Regions from separate parts of the Mus musculus genome. Here regions 1, 2, 4, 5 and 6 are each linked to region 3. Evidence: chromatin contacts called from public Hi-C, HiChIP or PLAC-seq and promoter capture Hi-C data. All regions are on one chromosome and are shown on one strand. Each heading gives the region's core, a stretch centred on a gene start, on an enhancer-like site or on the middle of the called end of the contact. The rest is flanking DNA. Distances are from core to core; before and after follow the strand shown. Region 1 holds the start of Rock2 (Rho-associated coiled-coil containing protein kinase 2). Region 2 has its middle 3.1 kb from the start of Gm36495. Region 3 holds the start of Pdia6 (protein disulfide isomerase associated 6). Region 4 overlaps Rock2 (Rho-associated coiled-coil containing protein kinase 2). Region 5 has its middle 20 kb from the start of Gm36495. Region 6 has its middle 14 kb from the start of Gm36495.

Region 1 (2,700 bases), core at 49-2,548, 370 kb after region 3:
AAGGGAGGAGACAGTTTTTCTCATCACAGAGTCACTAGGCTTCTCCTAGCAGAGCTCAGGTCTGACATGCTTTTTGGCACAGAATGCCTGATCACCCACCCTAAGTCTAGACCTCCAAAGCTAATAGCCGGAGTATCTTTTTTTTTTCCGACTTCTCCTCAGGGTACACGTTCACACCACTTTTTCCCATAAATGCAACTCTAGGTGCACACTAATCAAATTCGTTTGCCAAGCATAATCGCTTCCCTCAACACGACCAGAAGTATACCAGCATTCTACATGGCATTTATTGTAAATCGTGTTCTTTTCTTAACCGAGCTCCAGTTAGCTGCCTTTTCCAAGGCTCTTAATTTGGATTTTGAATGCTATGGGAAAGACAAGATGAAGGGGAGAGATTTATCCCATTCTACAATTCAGACTCATTTCTTGGCTTCAGAGCAACAATCTCCGGAAATTTAATTTACATAAATTCAAATGTACTAAATAGCTACTATGGAATGTCCAAGAGCAACTGAAAGCAGCAAACTTGAGCTAGCTGTGCGTTCCCAGCTTCCTGACGAGCTCTTTGTCGTGTGCCCCCGGTGGTACTCCCAATAGGAAGAGCGTCGGGTTTCTTTCTCCCTGGGTTTTCACCCTAGCTCCCACACTGCGTGACACTTTCAAATTGGGTAGCCCAGTGTAGGAAGCACAGCCAATCCTCCACCTTTCCGCCCCAAACCAACTGGGTAGGCGGGAAGGAGACCAGGGGTGTTTCCTCCCTGCGCGCTCCAAGAACGGGGGCGGCCGAGATGACACTCGCTCGGCAGGGAGGTGGACCCGAGAATCCCAGGTGGGGTCTCCACTCTGGAACCTGGGTCTCCAGCTCCCCGGGCAGCCGGAAGCGGGGCGGGTGGGCCGAGGGGGGACCAGGCAGGGCGGGGAGTTCCCTCCCTAGCCCGCACCTACCAGCAGACTCTCCACGTTGATGGGCGAGCGAGGGTCTCGGATGAGCGCCTCCAGCTTCCTCTGACGGCCGGCGCCCGCCCCGTCCCCCGGCGCGGTCTCGGGGGCGCCGGGCATTTTCCCCGTCGGCGGGGGCCGGCTCATGCCGCTTCGCCGGGCCTAGCGCCGCCCGCGGAACCTCCGCCCCGGCACGCCGCGCGCCGCTGTCTGAGGAGCCGCCCGGCCCGGCCGGGAGCAGCGAGGCACACGGCGTCCCCGCCCCTCAGCCGCACGCGCGCCGCCCGGCCCGTAGCGAGCTCGCCAGGACCCGGCGGGCGGGAGCGGGGAAGGGGCGCCCGCGCCGCACCACCCCGCCCTCGGGGCTCAGGCCGCTAGGGCCGTCGCCCGTCCACCCGCATATCGCCGCCGGCCGCCTCGCGCGCCCACACGCCCGCTCCCCTCACACGCAGTCGGAGCCGCGTCCCTACTCGGCCGCGCGCCGCCGCTACCCACAAGCCCCTCCGCCCGCGGTCGGCTGCGCGCGGCCCGGCCCCGCCCCGCCCACCCCGGCGCGGCCCCGCGGCACGCCCCGCCCCTGGCCTCCGGCCACGCCCCGCCACCGGGCTGAGCAGCCAGGCTTCTTTTCCGTTCCCGCCGCCTGGCTAGTCTCCCTGCCTCGTCGGGCCGGTTCGCGGGACTGGGAGGCGGGACGGATGGCAGCGCGGTGCCCCGTGGTCCCCGTCGTGTGTCCCACGTCGCCGGCCGGACCCAGAGGCCTAGTTGACGTCCGCGCCCCCCGCCCGCTGTGTCCCGCTGACTCAGCGCGCAGCTATGCAAGCCGCGCCGAACTGCTGCGCCCCGGGTCAGCGCCCTTCCCAGGCCTGGTGCGCCTGAGGCCTGCGCCTGGGGCTCCCAGGGGGCGGGGAGGCCGCGCCCCTAGCCCGCGCTAAGAGTGTGGGACTCGTTTGAATCCTGTTGAGTCCCGGAGCTGGGAGGCCTGGAGGAGTTGTTTCTGCCTCCGGGTCATAAATCCTAAACTCTCAGAAACCTTTGTGCCCTTCCCTGACCAAGGTGCCCGCCTGGCCTTAGACCTTAGACACTGGCCAGGCGGAGGGAACAGGAGGCAATAAGGAAGCGCTTCTGCATCCGCGGGGCCCTTGCTTTTGGAGAGTGAAAGAGAGGGGCTGCTTCTCCGCATTCCTGCCCTCTCCTTGCCCCCTAGCCATTGGTCAGATCCTCTCAGGGCGCAATCGGAAAACTATGTGCCAAGAGCTATAAAACTGTTCACAGAGCCCCTTTGACCCAGTAAGGCCATTTAAGGAAGTCCAAGTGTAAGGAAATGATCCGAAAAGAGGAGGACTTTGCGTGGAGATGTTTACAGCAGGGCTATTCAGAATGTTCGCAATGACCAAAACCCTGGGAGTGGACCCAATCTTCCAGCAGCTGAATAATCCAAACAAGCTCTTGTCATATTCACGGGAAGAATCCTACGGGTATTGCAAGCCGGTTGAGACTAGGGAAAATTTACCGGAAGTGAAAAAATGCAAAGGGGATTATGAACACTTTGAAATGAGCAGCTAAACAAGTGAGAGAACACACTTGCTCCTAACTGAATGGGATTTTCCCCCCACTTCTAAAGATGTCAAGTAGGGTGGTGGCCTCATAGGTCTTTAATGCCAGCTCTGGGGAGAGACAGAGGCAGGAGGGTTTGAGGCTAACCTAAGTCTAGAGAATGAGTCCCAGGACAACCAGAGCTACACAGAGAAAACTTGTCTTGAA
Region 2 (2,700 bases), core at 93-2,592, 410 kb after region 3:
TTGAACTCATCATGTAGTCAAGGATGGCCTTGAAGTAACTTCTGGTCCCCCTGCCTTTGTTTCTGGAGTGCTAGGATTATAGTCGGTGCCACCATGCCTGTTTTTGTTTTTTTTTAATAGAATCCAGAGCCTTACACATACAAGACAAAAACCCCATTCCTACATCTCCAGCCCCTAGACCTTTTTTCTGGGAGATGCAGGCAAGAATTCTAAGACCACCTGTAGTCTACTCCAATAGAATGATGGGACAGTTAAGGATATGCCTGATAAAACCAGACTGTCTGGGTTCAAGTCCTGACTTAGGACATGCTGCTATGGAGATGGGGCAAACTGGCTCTCCCTAATTCAGTTCCTTCAGAAGCAAGGTTGGGTTAACAATAGTGTGTATCTCTTAAGGTTCTCACAGTGATTAAATGAGATACACTTCCAGTGTCCACCAGCACATGGTAACACCAACTGCTGGCCAGAATTATCACAGTCTCTATCATTTACAAAAGAGATTTTAACATTGGTGAAACAATATACAACTTTAGCCAAGATGGGAATTCTCAAACTGTATCCACTTTGCTTTTGAAAAAAGCTACCTTAATATCCTCATTGATAGGCTTTTAAAATAATTTCTTTTTATTGAACATGTGTTTATATTTGATTATTTGTAGTTTATTTCATGTGTCTGGGTGCTTTGCTTGTATATATGTCCATATACCTTGCACATGCTATGGATATCAGAGGAGAACATCGGATCTCCTGGAACTGGAGTTACAGGTGAATGGTTTTGAGTCCCCAAATGAGTTCTGAGAATCAAACATTGGTCCTCTGGAAGAGCATAAAGTACTCTTAACTGCTGAGTCATTTCTCCAGCCCCTTGTTATATTTTAATATGTTTGTGTACATATGTGGGTATGTGCAAGTGTGTGCCAGTACCATTGAAGGCCAGAAGAGAGCATCAGGTCCCTGGGGCTAGAGTTACAGGTGATTGTGGGCCACCTGATACAGATGCTGGGAACTGAACTCAGGTCTTCTACAACAGCAGTACATGTACTTAATCGTGGAGCCATGTCTCTAGCCCTTTGTCGCCATTTTCATCTTCACTGTCCTTGTCAGGGTCACCCCTTTAAGAGTCACAGCCTTCAGTGACATTTAGGTCCTCTTTGCTCCCAGAGGCAATGCTTTTATGATTTTACTTTATTACTTTCAAAATATATTTTGTTTGCTGTACTGGGGATTGAATCTGTGGGCTTACACAGGTTAGGCAATGCTTTGTAATTCTCAAGAGCCCTGATCAACAAAAGGAGTGTCCACAGGCCCAACGCCAAAGATGAGTGGTCAGTTAGGGCCCTTGGCAGCAAGCCTGAACCTGGGTGTGGCCTTGGCTCAACACAGTCAAGCCATTTCTTTGCAAAGCTGAGCTGTTTCAGGAGCGCGGAAGTGCAGACATGAAATCCTACCGCTGTCTGCCGTTGCCTCTCTTGATCATGTGGGAGCCACACCAGTGTTTCACTGGGGTCCTACTCTGGGATGCAGAACTCCTGGCTGCACCTGTCATGTGCTCCTCCTGAAGAAGCTGTCTGTTTGAGTCACTTGATTCTGGTTTGTGTCTCTCTACCGCAGCCTCCCTGTGTGGGCTGTGGCAGAGCGGGATGCTCCAGCCCCCTCTTGGCAGAGGCTGTCTCATCAAGGACTCCTTGCGAGATCCCTTTTGGCTTTTCCTATGGGAATTTGTAGAGTAGGAAGGAGTAAAGGGAGAGTCCACACACAGCCTGGCAGTCCTGACGCCTGGAGATCCCAGAATCTAGCAGAAAACCACCCAGACTCAGAGTGAGTCAGCAACTTAACTCTAGCCCTTGACTTCAGTGAACCGGGGCAATCAATCGCTCTACCTTCCAAACCACAAGATTTTCAGGAATGATTCCAGGTTCAGTGAGGCCTGAAGTTAGTCAGTGTGGAGGGATCTTTAATCGAAAGACGAGACACATTTGTAATACAACATTAAAGGGATTTCTTTGGGGAAGGGCAAGTACTGTTAGACAAGTACTCTCTACCAGGAGGCTACATCCCAATCCTGACAGGAGTATTTTCTAAGGGGACATCACAACAGATTGCAGTTACAGCATAAAGAGAAAATCCGGGATCAATGAGATGGCTCAGCAGGAGCAAGCGTTAGGACCTAAGTTCGATCCCTGGAACCTCCAGAAAGTCACATGTGGTAGGTTATGTCTGTAATCCCTGCACTCCTACTATGAGATGGGAGGAGGGAGGCTGGAGAATCTCCTGGAAGCTTTTAGGTCTAGCCTGGAATACTCAGAGCAGCAGAAAGAATATGAGAGATAGTTCCCTCAGAACCAAGGTGGGAGGTGACAATGGACTCTGAAAGATTGTCCTCAAGTCTCCACGTGCACACCATGGTGCTCACGGACTCTTCAGCTAGCCTCTCTCACCCAGCAGTAAATGAAAAAATGATAAAAAAAAAAACAGATCCAAAATAAACAACCATGTTTATAACCATCTTACATGACTATTTTTAAAAGTGCTTTTTTAGATAATGATGATAATAATTATTATTGTTGTTATTGAGACAAGATGCCACTAAATAACTCTGACTGGTCTGGAATTTGCTATGTAGAACAGCCTCAGACTTACAGCGATCCCCAGCTGCTGCCTCCTGAGTTTGGAAATTAAAGGTATGTGCCAATATCAGGC
Region 3 (2,819 bases), core at 126-2,625:
GACCTTTGATAGGGTAGCCATCTGTTAAGAGAAGCTCTCAAGGAACTAGGCAAAGTGTAAAGACAGAAGTCTTACTATATCAGCCATGGAAGAGGAATGCCTTCCTGAGGCATGGAGCCTCCATCCCTGTGGGAGCCTGCAGAGAACATGTTGCTCCCCTGATGCCCTAATGGCCAAGAGAAGTGGAACCACCCAGTTCTGCCTCAGCCTACCAACTGATGGCTCTAAGATGATCTAACAGGGTTAGGAAGAATCAAATACACTGTTCCTTGCACTTGCTCTCCAAGCAACAGCCCCACCCCCACCCGGGGTGGTGGTGGTGGTTTACTATGGCTGAATAGGTCAATGCTGACCCATCAAATCCTGCTTCTAAAATTCACATGGCCACTCTACACAGTGATAATGAGCACCACCGGGAAAAAAAGAACTCCCAGGGTCCACAATCTATGCGTGCAGATGGTTTTGCCATCTGTGGCTTCCCATTCAATCTCTGTAGCAGTTAAGGGTGTTATAAATTCACACCAGTAACATTTCTGCCTGGCAGCCGCTGGCAGCAGGGTAGCCAAAAAAAAGGCTGACTACCTTATTAAAATAATGAGTTAATTGATAGAATCACTTTTTCACAGGCACTCACTGGAAAACCAAAGATTAAATCTTTCCCTCTCATCTGCTCTCTACAGTAACCCAGAAAGTAGTATTTTTCTTGCTTACTCTCTTTAAATATGTACTATAGCTCATGGGGCGAACACGGTTGAAAAAAGCTGGCAGAGCAGTGAGAAAATATGCTCCGGGTCTCAACTAGTAAATGGAGGGAGAAGTGGTGTAGGGATCCACCTCCCTCTCCTACTTTCTAGCCAGGATCAGCTGAGTTAACTAATGTCAAAAACTATAGGCCCATTTACAAGGACAGCCGGGAGATGAGGGCCCCTCAGATTCGCCCACGAGTCGCTAAACATCATTCCCGGACACCTGGGTGGACGACCAAAGGCATTTTAAGTGCTCAGGAGTTGTGAGGCCTTGGTCAGTGGGCACTGCCCACTTCTAAGACACCTTCGGGACAGGCCTCTGCTATCTGCCTATAAAAGTGAAGGCTGAGCTGGACCGGAGGCGGACCGCACTCGTGGGGAGCAGAGGCTGCAAGTCTCCGACTCCCCGGGGCCTCCCGTAGTGGGCCCGACCTGGCCTCTCCCACCCAGCTCGCCGCGAAGTCCCCAGGCAGGCCCGGCAACTCGTCCCTCCACTCGGCCCTGCTTCGCGGCCCCGGCCCTTCAGGCTGCCTCCGACCGGCTTCCCACCACAGGCCCGCGCTTACCGAGCACCAGGCGAGCCATGCCGATCACCCGCATTCTGTCCGTGCCGCCGCTGCCTCGGCTCTGCCGCGCCCACGTCCCGCCCTCGGCTTCTAGCGGGCGGTGCGCCGGCGCGCGGAGGCGGGCCGGAAGGGCTCGCCACGCCGTGGCCGCCTTTCATTGGTCTCTGTGGACTTCGCTCATGTGCGTGGCCAATTGAAAGCGGCCGGGTAGAGGTTACCGGTTTGTTTTTTTTTCCTCGGGGGTGGGGGCGAGCGGAGTAGCGGAGCGGGGCGGGGCAGGGCGAGGATGGGCGGGGAATGAAGGGGCGGGGTCAGGGGACCTCCGGCCCTGTTCCTGCGGGGTACCCCTTGTTCCCCTAATTTTTTTCTGAGTTAACTGAAACAAAACAAAAAACCCAGGACTAAGGGGTCCTCATTTCTTCCTGGCTTTCATTCTTTTTCCTCTTTGCCTCTCTCGTGGCCCCTTCCAGCTCTCATTCCTTGAACTGTCCCTTTATGTCGGGAGAATAGTCCTAAGACTTCAGTGTGTTTGGGACCTTATTTATTCTTTTGTTCGCGGACTCAGCATTCAGTGAAAACCATTTGCCAAACTTATTCTGTATATAGTATCATTCCAAACTTTATTTTGTTAAATTGATTGCAAAGCCTTGTTCACTCATGTGCCCCTAGACCCTCAGAGTATAAACTGCGGGGTTTATCGTTCTTGGCTCTGGGGGTGAGGGCTAAAATGTATTGCTTTGCAATATTTACAAAGGTGTTTAAGGCTAACAGAGTGAGACACAATAGAAAAATAATGGCAGGGGATGCCTTTCTGTTGGTGTGCTTGAGTAACATGCGTGAAGCCCTGGCTAGGATCCCTAGCACCACAGAAACACAGCATGGTGACTATGGTGGCTAGTTTTATGGCAACTTGACTCAAGCTAGAGGAAACCTCAAAAACAACAAAAAAAAAAGCTTCTATAAGATCCAACAGTAGGACATTTTCTCAATTAGTGATTGAAAGGGCCCAGCCCATTGTGAGTGGTGCGGTCCCCGGACTTGCGGTCCTAGGTTCTATAAGAAAGCAGGTTGAGGGTAAGTCCTGAGCAGCGCGTCAGTAAGCCACATCTCTCCGTGGCCTCTACTTCAGCTCCTGCCTCCGGGTTCCCATCCTGTTTGCCTTCCTGCCCTGACTTTCTTGAATAATCAACATGGAAGGATAAACCAAACCCTTTCCTCCCCAAGTTGCTTTGGTCATGGTGTTTCATCACAGCTACAGTAACCCCAACTAAGACAGTAACACACCTGTAGTGCCAGCGCTAAAGAAAAGGAAGCAAGAGAATTAGGGGTTCAAGGCCAGCTTTGGCGACACAGTCAGTTTGTGGCCAGCCTGGACTACATGAGATCCTGTCTAAATTTTTTAAATGCTAATAAAAATTTTAACAACAATAATAGCTTCTTTTTACTGAATGACAAAACAACGCTGACCCTGGCCAGAGCTCTCTTGGGCAAAGGGCTCCAGGAGAAG
Region 4 (2,729 bases), core at 99-2,598, 310 kb after region 3:
AAACACCAACCAACCAACCAACCAACTAAAACAAAACAACAACAAAATCAAGTGTGAATCTCTAACTCCAGTGCTTGGGGTGGGGGTGGGGAGTTTGGTGGAAAATATGGCAGAGACAAGCAGATCCCTGGGGCTTGCTGGTCATCCAATCTGACTTATCTTTGAGTTCCAGGTACAATTGAGACACTTTCTGAAAGGAGGGAAGGGGAGGGGAGAAAAAACTATATATATATATATATATTTTTTTTTTAAAGAAAATACAGACTAATGAGCTTGTCAAGGTAAGTACTTTGGTTGTTTGATTGCTGTAATATTCTGAACATACTGTTACATGTCCTTGATAAATAAAGACAAAAATATTACATAACTCATATTTTAAACAACAGACTCATAAGAAAAATAATAAAAGGGTACTTGGTAGGAAAAAGGATGGGAAGTCTCTTGGGTAGGTGCAGTACTCCAAATGGGAAGCAGACTATGACTAGATTAAAACATGACTTTTTCCTCCTTTTCGGTGTATTTGATAACGTACCTCCTGACTTTCCTATTCAGAAAAAGGAAGGAAAGAAAACATTTCAATGCTTGTTATATTTTATAAAAGTCTCATATAAAAGACACATAAAAGTACTTATAAAAGACATACAATGTATACCATTCCAAAATTACCTAACAGGTTTTTCTACCTTTCATTACATGTGAAGAAATATTTACATATGATTTAGCTTTGTATGTAGTCACAAATTATTTTAATGCTTTGAGTCACTGTTCTTTATATACACTCGTAAACAGGAACTCAGAATTTTAACCTCTCCCCTAGTTATGTGCCCCATTGCTTATACTCTTTTACCACACTAAGATCATAATGTCTTCTAGCTGGAATTACAGCTAGTTTTAAATCTATCATTCCTAATAATGAATGAAGCTAAAAGCACATATTCGCATAAGGAGTATCAAGTGAGCTTTTAAAATCACTGGTATGATGGCGCTGGAAACATGGTCCAGTAGTTAAGAGCACTGGTCTACAGATGATCTAGATTCAGTTCCCAAAATCAACTTGGTGGAACCGACTACAAGTCCAGAGGCTCCAACCCTCCCTTCTGACCTCCACAACACTGCATGCACTTGATGAACAGATATTAATACAAGCAAAACACTTGTACACAAAAATAATTAAAAATCAAAATAGTGGTGTAAGTATTTGAACATGTTACTAAAGTAAATAAAACAGTAAAAAATGTATACATACTTCACTTTTCCTTGTTTGTATTGCATCATTTTCTCTACAAGGTGGAGAGTCACTTAATAACCTGGAAGGACAGAAGGAGAGATTCTTTTCATTACACTTTAATCCATTTAATCACATTAATCAAGCTACTTTCAGACCATGAGCATTCTAAGTGAAGCACTAATTCTGCTCTCTGCCTCTCCAAAGAAACCAGTCTTAACTATGTTAGGACTAGACTCACAACACAGACCTCTTCATCCCACTTGAGCTTCTATAATGACTATATTCTATAATTTCTTTTAGAAAGGAACAGCTCTTCTTCTTTTTGCAAAGATAACATATGAGTTTGGTATCATAATTTAAATAACTCAGTAATCTTTCCCCCCCCGAGACAGGGTTTGTGTAGGCCTGGCTTTCCTGGAACTTGCTCTGTAGACCAGGCTGGCCTCAAAGTAACAGATATTCATCCTGCCTCTGCCTCCCGAGTGCTGGGTTAAAGGCGTGTGCTGCCACCACCCAGTGAAACTTTACATTTTTTTACACTCAAGTTATTGTGTGTGTTCATGTACACAAACACCAGGAGATACATGTAGACATCAGAGGACAATCTGTGGGAGTCGGTCTTCTCTTTTCACCATGTGAGTCATCAGGCTTGGCAGCAAAGCCCCTATCTACTAAGCCATCTTCTTAGCCCCTAAGTCATCTTTTTGATATAACTGTCAATTTCTCTTTCAGTTTTGTCCTTCCCACCATCTATAAACATGGATAAGTTTCCTTTATCCCTGACACTTTTTAAAAAAAACACATACTGTTTAATTGATGCCTAAATGTTAGTCTGTGCACCACATGCATGCTTGCTGTCCATGGAGGCCAGAAGAGTGCTTCGGATCTCCTGGAACTGGAATTACAGATGGTGGTGAGCTGTCATGTGGGTGCTGGAAATCAAACCTGGGTCCCCCAGAAGAGCAGCCAGGGCTCTTAAACACTGAGACATCTCTCCAGTCCAATACCCTTATTTTATTCAGAACTCAAAATAGGTTTAGAATATTATAATTTAAGGAAGGTGACTAATCCAACTTCACTTGCCTAAGATTTTCCTGGTTTTGTTATCTCATCCTAGGAAACACCTAAACCTGGAGAGATTGGGACAGCTGGTCACTCTCATCATGATATGTGAGTGTACCAAGAAGTTTCTCAAACACTTATAACATTTGATTCCAATATTTAACAGTTTTCAGTGGCTTCTCCTTGCTTACCAGTCAAAACTCCCTCAGAAGAACATCCACTGTGATAATCTGTTTAAAGGCAAATCACATTCTACCTTTCTTTATAATTCTGTGATTCTCTTATATTCTTCATGAGATAATAAACTCCATCAAAGTCAAGTATTTGTTCTTACTGCATATCTTCAAAAGAATATAGGACAGTGCCTTTCAATCATTTGTAAATGAATAAAATGTAACATTCAAACTTCAAATGATGAAATAAAATTAAAAGGAGTCCG
Region 5 (2,700 bases), core at 143-2,642, 400 kb after region 3:
TGTGTGTGTGTGTGTGTGTGTGTGTGTGTGTGTGTGTGTGTGTGTGCATGCATGAATGAGTGTTTACATCATTCCAACTGGGGAAAGCTTTCCCTGAGGAGATGCCCCATGGCTTTCTCAAGCCAAAAGAGGTCACAGAGAAATGCCCGTCAGGGGTTGAGTGTATTGTCCAGTGGCTTGATCCCAGCACCACAAAACATAAAACAAAGTTGTATGACGTTTCTGTTCTTATCTTATCTTATCTTATCTTATCTATCTATCTAAATGCACATGAAGTTTAGAGAACAACTTTCTGGAGTTGGTGTTCTCCTCCTACCATATGGGGCCCAGCGATTGAACTCAGGCTGTCAGGCTTGGTGGATGACACCTTTGCTCACTGAGCTATCTTGCTTACCTATGATTCCTTTGTATGCTTGTGTGTGTGTGTGTGTGTGTGTGTGTGTGTGTGTGTGTGTGTGTGTGTGTGTTTATATACACACATGTGGATTTATATACAGGTAGATGTGGAGGATAGCAGGCAATCTCTGTTGTCATTCCTCGGGACTGTCTACCTATCTTTTTTGAGGCAGAGTCTCTCTTTGGTCTAGAGCTCCCCAGTCAGGCTGACTCTCCATCTCCCCAGTGCTGGATTACAAGGATAAACCCCCAAGTGTGGCTTTTATTTTTAAATGTGGGTTCTGGGCCTCATGATTGTAAAGCAAGCACTTTACCAAGGAGCTATCACCCCAGGATGAATAGCATAGGCTCTGTGTGTGGCCAGTGATAGCTAACCCAGCCCTCCATTCAAGACCGGGAATGCTTCTGGAAGGAGAGGACTCAGATAGTTTACTTGGGGCTCTGGGTTCCACCTCCAGCTCCACCATTTGAAAACAAAAAGATGTCAGTTGGTCAGGAGGAACCCACTGCTTGCAGAGTGCTTTCTCTTTCCTTTTGTATCACTGTGCCCCCAGTGGACTCAACAGCTGCAGGCCCGAAGAAGGCGGATTTCCCCCACTAAGTAAACAAGCAGGACCTGGGTGGAGACTGTTTGAAAATGATTTGGTTTAAAGTTAATCCGGGCCACTTCCCCCAGGGATCTTTGACCAACACGACATCTTTGGAGTTCACTCAGATGCCATATTGTGGTAACATTCCACCAATTTGAACCAAAGGCGATGTGACGTAGTGGAAAACTGGCCTGGATGAGAAGCTAGCCCTACCCTGGCCCCAGGGGTTTCTCTGAAGGCAAGGCCAGGCCCTCCCCTCACCCTGGCAGCCACTGGCCCTGGGGCCTGGGCCCCTTCCTGCAGCTCCCTCTCTCTAAAGTGCTTCCTCTAGCAGGCTCACTGAGGGCTCTGTGGCATTTCTGGAATGTCCTTCCTCCCAGCTCTGCTCTGCTCCCCGCTTTAGCAGGAAGGCTGGGAAATAAAGAGGCCCATTTAAGCCTCCCAGGGCCAAGAGAGCACATCTCATAGCTGAGTATTTATGACTGTTACTGTTGCAGAGACGACCTGTGAATTGCCTGGCACCCCTCCATGGTGTGGAAGTGGAGTTGGCACCCTCTGCACTTGGCTGGAGGGTGCGTGGCTGTCCTGGGCAAGGCTATGCAGAGCTCGTATCTCTTCCTGCAACTACTGGGGCTCTGAGGGGTTTCCAGAAGTAACCAGCGCCCAAGATCCCAAGAGGAATCCAAGTGCTATGGACCAACAGCTAGTCTCTCTTAAAACAGAGGGGTAGGTGTTACCATGGGAACGATAAAGCATAGCAGCAACTCTGCTATGTGAAAGCAGACCTTTCTAGAGGAATGTGGATGTCTGTGCCCCGACTCCATTGCCTTCACGTTCCTGTGCATGCCATTTGTTCTCGGGTAGAGGCCAAGGGACACCCTCAGTTGTTTGTCAAGCACTGTCCACCTTGGTTTTTTGAGATAGACTCTCATTGGCCTGGAGCTTGCCAAGCAGGTTAGACTGACCAGGCAGCAGGCAGACTCCAGGAGTCTCTCTGTCTCTGCCTCTTCAGCACTGGGATTACAAGCATGAAATACCGTGCCTAGATTGTTAGTTTATTAATTGAACCCGGGTCTTCATGCTTTTATGGAAAGCACCTTACCAAGTGAGACATTTTCCCCAGCCCTTATTCCCTTAATTCAAAACCAGCCCCACCCACTCCCCCTCTCTCTCCCCTTTAGCAAACTGGACCAGAGATGGAGCCAAGCTCGCTAATCAGCCGCTTGTTATTGACTGTTGATTTGTGATTTGTTTCTTCACTTCTTCCAGGCCCTTGAGAGAGGAAGCTGGTCAAGCCAGGCATGGCCAGCTAAGCTGGCCAGATGTGAACACGCCTTGGGAGCCTGTCTGCAAGAGCTCACAGTGACCCCCAGACTCCAGAGAACTTCTGACAGTTTCCCTGTTTCTTGTTCCAGTCACTCTTGAGGCTCTTGGGTTCCTGATATGTACACTGCTATCTTTTTGAAACAGCATGTTCTCTTGGGGCTTAAATTTATGTAACATAATACCCTATTAGAATTCTAAGAAGGAAAAAAAATTTTAATGGGAATTTCTAGCAACAGCTATGTGGAGGGACAAAGAAAGGTCGCTGTGGGCCAGATCCTGAGTGGCCTTACTGTGACAGTGAACAAGCTTTGACTTGTACAGCCAGCCCCTCCCGGTGGTCTGCAGAGCTTGGGGAATACAGAATCCATTTGCAGGGTGGCTCAAAGAT
Region 6 (2,769 bases), core at 254-2,753, 430 kb after region 3:
GCACTGTCCCAATTTTTATTTTTTGTTTTTCTTACATCTATTTAGTGTGTGTGTGTGTGTGTGTGTGTGTGTGTGTGTGTGTGTGTGTGTGTGTGTACTAGTACCATGTTGCACATATTAAGGTCAGAGAACAACTTGGGGTTTTTCCCTTCTACCGTGTAGGTTCTGAGAATCAAATTCAGTTTGTTAGGCTTGGCAACAAACAGCTTTAACTGGTGAGCCATCTTACTGGCCTGGCTTGCCCTGAGTTTTATACACTAGTTTGTTAATGCATTCATTCATCCACTCAATATCGTGATAGACATGGTGATGTGGTACAGTCTCTACACTTCTAGATAGAAGTAATTTTAGGCTTTCTAGATAAGGCCAAGAGACCAAGGCAGACTGAGACCTTATCTCCCCAGAGCTTAAGGAACAGAGGTAATGAGACACAAAGCAAGTACAATACAGGGCTATCCCTGCAGTCCCATAAAATGGATTTTTAAAAAATGGTGAGTTGGGGAATAGCTCAGTAGATGAAGTGCTTGCAACATGAGTGTAAGGAGTTGAGTTCAATCCCCAACACCCGTGCAAAAGGCAGGTACAATCCACTTGTGATCCCAGTGCCAAGGAGGTGGGGACAGCAAGAGCGGATCCTGGAAGCTTGCAAGCTAGATCTCATACCTGCACCTTACAGCCCCAATCAGTGGATACTTGAGGTCCTCCTGCAGTTTCAAGAGAATGCCCACATACGTGCTTTTGCACTCATGTAACTGCTTCACACACTTGTGCACTTGAGCACACACACACCACACAATATATGTATATATATATGCACATATATGTAAAATCTCTCTATATGTGCATATATATACAAAAACACATACATACACATACAACACACAATATATGTACATATGTTTACATGTATGTGTATAAGATCTCTATATATGTGTATATACATACACACATACACACACTACACACACTATATATATATATATACACATATATACATATATAATCTCTGTAATACACATAGACCCCAAATTCACTAAAAGCAAAATAGTATTGATTTTAACATTTTGTGCCTGGTGTATTTGATGTTTTCATTTGTACAGCAAGACAAAATGAAAACTACGGACATTTTGTGTAAAACAGAATTCGGCTCTGCACTGGGGCATTTTATTTTTCCTTCTATATGTTCAGCTCATCTATTTGATGCTGATGGAAGGAATGCTGTCAATGTTTGTATAGCCCAGGTTGCGGTTACATGAGGGTGTAGCTCATGATCCTCACAGGAAAGGGAGGGCCATTAGGAAACAGAAACTCTCTCTTTCAGATTTGTCCATTGTGTGTAGCGGTGATAGAAATTTCTAGAAGAGAGTTCTGATATCACTGCCAAGTTGTAGCTGCATAAACATATGTCAAACAAGCTGTTTTCCAGGAGACAGCTCATTCCTTGGTGTCACTGTGCACAGTGAGCTACTAAAGATACCACAGGGCTCAGTGCTGACGTCAAGCGGATATGAGACGCTCCGCAGCTGATTGCTACGCGTCCCAAATTGGAAACATGAGCTTGCCCACAGAAGACGTTCCAACTCGGCTTGACAAATGAATCCTCAACTGTTCCTCATGGTCATTTGTTTTAAAAAGCTCAAGTGACTGTTCATTATCCCAGCTGCTGTGTTAGGTAGCTTCTCAGAGGAAAACAAAACACAAAAATAACCCCTACCTCCCCTCCCTGCAGACAAAGAACAGTATCACTAACCTTTCCTAATGCTGGCCAGAAAGGATCAAGTGCAAAAGGGACAAGAGGGTCCATCGATGACAAAGAGAGGATGTTTCCCATAAAAAAGTGGTGGTGTTGGTTATTTTTAGACCAAACTGCAATGAATGACATATGCACAGAATGCCCTCTGGGGCTCACCCCTCACCCCCTCATGTTAATTTCTGTCCTTCTTTAGCCTTTGCCCCAATTACTTTAACATTTTTTTCTTTTTGGTTTATTTATTTACATTTCAAATGTCCCCTTCCTGGTCTCACCTTTGTAACTGACCCCCCCCATTCCATCCCTCCTTGCTTTAACTTTTAAAAAACAAAACTGTATTATAGTATATTTTCACAAGGTCCTGAGAATCCTACCTTCTGAGATGCTGTTAAATATTAATCCATAAAAATACCATATTTCAAGCATTAATGATGACTTTGTACGTTCTTGGTGGCAGTCTTTCTTTGTGGTCTCAGGGATCGAACCTAAGACCTCATATATATGAGACAAGTGCTCTACCAATGAGCTGCCTGCCTCTGAGCTGTGGCATATTACTTTCTGTGATTCACTCAAAACATGTCAAATCAAGTGCTCTTGTTCAGAATTAATGCTAATACATGAGCATTCCAGACTCCTGAAGTCAAGCTGTCAGTCAGTGGTGGTCAACTCTGGGTCTCAACCATGGGAAACACAGATTTCTGACGGTCTTAGGAACTGAGACACCTATCAGCAGCAACATTATGTTATAAATTGTTGGTAACAAAGATAAATTTATGGTTGGGGGTTCCTAAGACCATTGATACATCTCTTCTTGTCACCTGTCCTCACCGTACCTAACCTGTACCCACAGTACTGGTTAAAGGATGGAAAAGTGGTCAGAGGAGTGGGCTGGGTGGCACAGGCATCCCAGTTAGAGATCATATCCATCCCCGCTCATGAAGCACTTGTCGGAAAATTAAGACTCCCTCTAAGGGGTTATAACTCCAACCTGACTAGAGGTCAGTTTTCCAAGGGCATGA

Evidence for each region. Promoter capture Hi-C pulls out the DNA fragments that hold promoters and counts their contacts. Hi-C and Micro-C count contacts between places; a contact is called where the count stands out from the background. HiChIP or PLAC-seq counts read pairs in DNA pulled down with a chosen protein or histone mark.
Region 1: a contact with region 3 is called in a Hi-C map of double positive thymocytes, with 5 times the contacts expected there. The contact joins the promoter of Rock2 here to the promoter of Pdia6 in region 3. A contact is called at or near these places in 16 of 39 promoter capture datasets (the 3T3-L1 cell line, 3T3-L1-derived adipocytes, the C10 cell line and 11 more), 23 of 484 Hi-C or Micro-C datasets (B cells, CD4 T cells, CD8 T cells and 14 more), 7 of 115 datasets of contacts at active chromatin or transcription factors (astrocytes, effector CD8 T cells, embryonic limb bud and 4 more) and 1 of 9 other capture datasets (liver).
Region 2: a contact with region 3 is called in a Hi-C map of uterus, with 2.6 times the contacts expected there. The contact joins the enhancer-like site here to the promoter of Pdia6 in region 3. A contact is called at or near these places in 5 of 39 promoter capture datasets (the C10 cell line, cranial neural crest, maxillary cranial neural crest and 2 more), 1 of 484 Hi-C or Micro-C datasets (uterus), 1 of 115 datasets of contacts at active chromatin or transcription factors (bone marrow-derived macrophages) and 1 of 9 other capture datasets (liver).
Region 4: a contact with region 3 is called in a promoter capture Hi-C map of the C10 cell line, with 5 times the contacts expected there. The contact joins the enhancer-like site here to the promoter of Pdia6 in region 3. A contact is called at or near these places in 12 of 39 promoter capture datasets (the 3T3-L1 cell line, the C10 cell line, the HPC-7 cell line and 6 more), 1 of 15 datasets of contacts at CTCF or cohesin (the NIH/3T3 cell line), 1 of 484 Hi-C or Micro-C datasets (liver), 5 of 115 datasets of contacts at active chromatin or transcription factors (embryonic basal ganglia, embryonic forebrain, embryonic midbrain and 2 more) and 1 of 9 other capture datasets (adipose tissue).
Region 5: an HNF4G HiChIP or PLAC-seq map of pancreatic cancer cells shows a contact between it and region 3. The contact joins the enhancer-like site here to the promoter of Pdia6 in region 3. A contact is called at or near these places in 6 of 39 promoter capture datasets (the C10 cell line, cranial neural crest, frontonasal cranial neural crest and 2 more), 1 of 484 Hi-C or Micro-C datasets (liver), 3 of 115 datasets of contacts at active chromatin or transcription factors (bone marrow-derived macrophages, forebrain and pancreatic cancer cells) and 1 of 9 other capture datasets (pancreatic islet).
Region 6: an H3K4me3 HiChIP or PLAC-seq map of forebrain shows a contact between it and region 3, with 3 times the contacts expected there. The contact joins the enhancer-like site here to the promoter of Pdia6 in region 3. A contact is called at or near these places in 10 of 39 promoter capture datasets (the C10 cell line, cranial neural crest, embryonic stem cells and 6 more), 1 of 15 datasets of contacts at CTCF or cohesin (the NIH/3T3 cell line), 8 of 484 Hi-C or Micro-C datasets (cerebral cortex, cortical neurons, cranial neural crest and 5 more), 7 of 115 datasets of contacts at active chromatin or transcription factors (the 230-238 cell line, bone marrow-derived macrophages, embryonic basal ganglia and 4 more) and 1 of 9 other capture datasets (liver).

Annotation. Positions count from the first base shown.
Region 1 is chr12:16,893,576-16,896,275 of GRCm38.p6, reverse strand. Rock2 (Rho-associated coiled-coil containing protein kinase 2) reads right to left here and starts at 1,298. Exons shown (of 33, transcript NM_009072.2): 1 at 946-1,298. The coding sequence starts at 1,086.
Region 2 is chr12:16,852,668-16,855,367 of GRCm38.p6, reverse strand. No RefSeq gene overlaps it. Among named protein-coding and RNA genes, the nearest start is that of Gm36495, 3.1 kb to the right of the region's middle. Within about 2 kb of position 1,342, at least 56 of the 459 cell types and tissues checked have an H3K27ac peak or open chromatin away from gene starts, as enhancers often do. A contact at or near this core is called in liver and uterus, where this site is marked.
Region 3 is chr12:17,265,145-17,267,963 of GRCm38.p6, reverse strand. It overlaps Pdia6 (protein disulfide isomerase associated 6), which reads right to left and starts at 1,375. Exons shown (of 13, transcript NM_027959.4): 1 at 1,313-1,375. The coding sequence starts at 1,331.
Region 4 is chr12:16,953,485-16,956,213 of GRCm38.p6, reverse strand. It overlaps Rock2 (Rho-associated coiled-coil containing protein kinase 2), which reads right to left. Exons shown (of 33, transcript NM_009072.2): 10 at 1,247-1,307; 11 at 533-544. Among named protein-coding and RNA genes, the nearest start is that of Gm22303, 15 kb to the right of the region's middle. Within about 2 kb of position 1,348, at least 10 of the 459 cell types and tissues checked have an H3K27ac peak or open chromatin away from gene starts, as enhancers often do.
Region 5 is chr12:16,869,258-16,871,957 of GRCm38.p6, reverse strand. No RefSeq gene overlaps it. Among named protein-coding and RNA genes, the nearest start is that of Gm36495, 20 kb to the right of the region's middle. Within about 2 kb of position 1,392, at least 212 of the 459 cell types and tissues checked have an H3K27ac peak or open chromatin away from gene starts, as enhancers often do. A contact at or near this core is called in forebrain, liver and pancreatic cancer cells, where this site is marked.
Region 6 is chr12:16,835,120-16,837,888 of GRCm38.p6, reverse strand. No RefSeq gene overlaps it. Among named protein-coding and RNA genes, the nearest start is that of Gm36495, 14 kb to the left of the region's middle. Within about 2 kb of position 1,503, at least 71 of the 459 cell types and tissues checked have an H3K27ac peak or open chromatin away from gene starts, as enhancers often do. A contact at or near this core is called in cerebral cortex, cortical neurons, forebrain and 1 more, where this site is marked.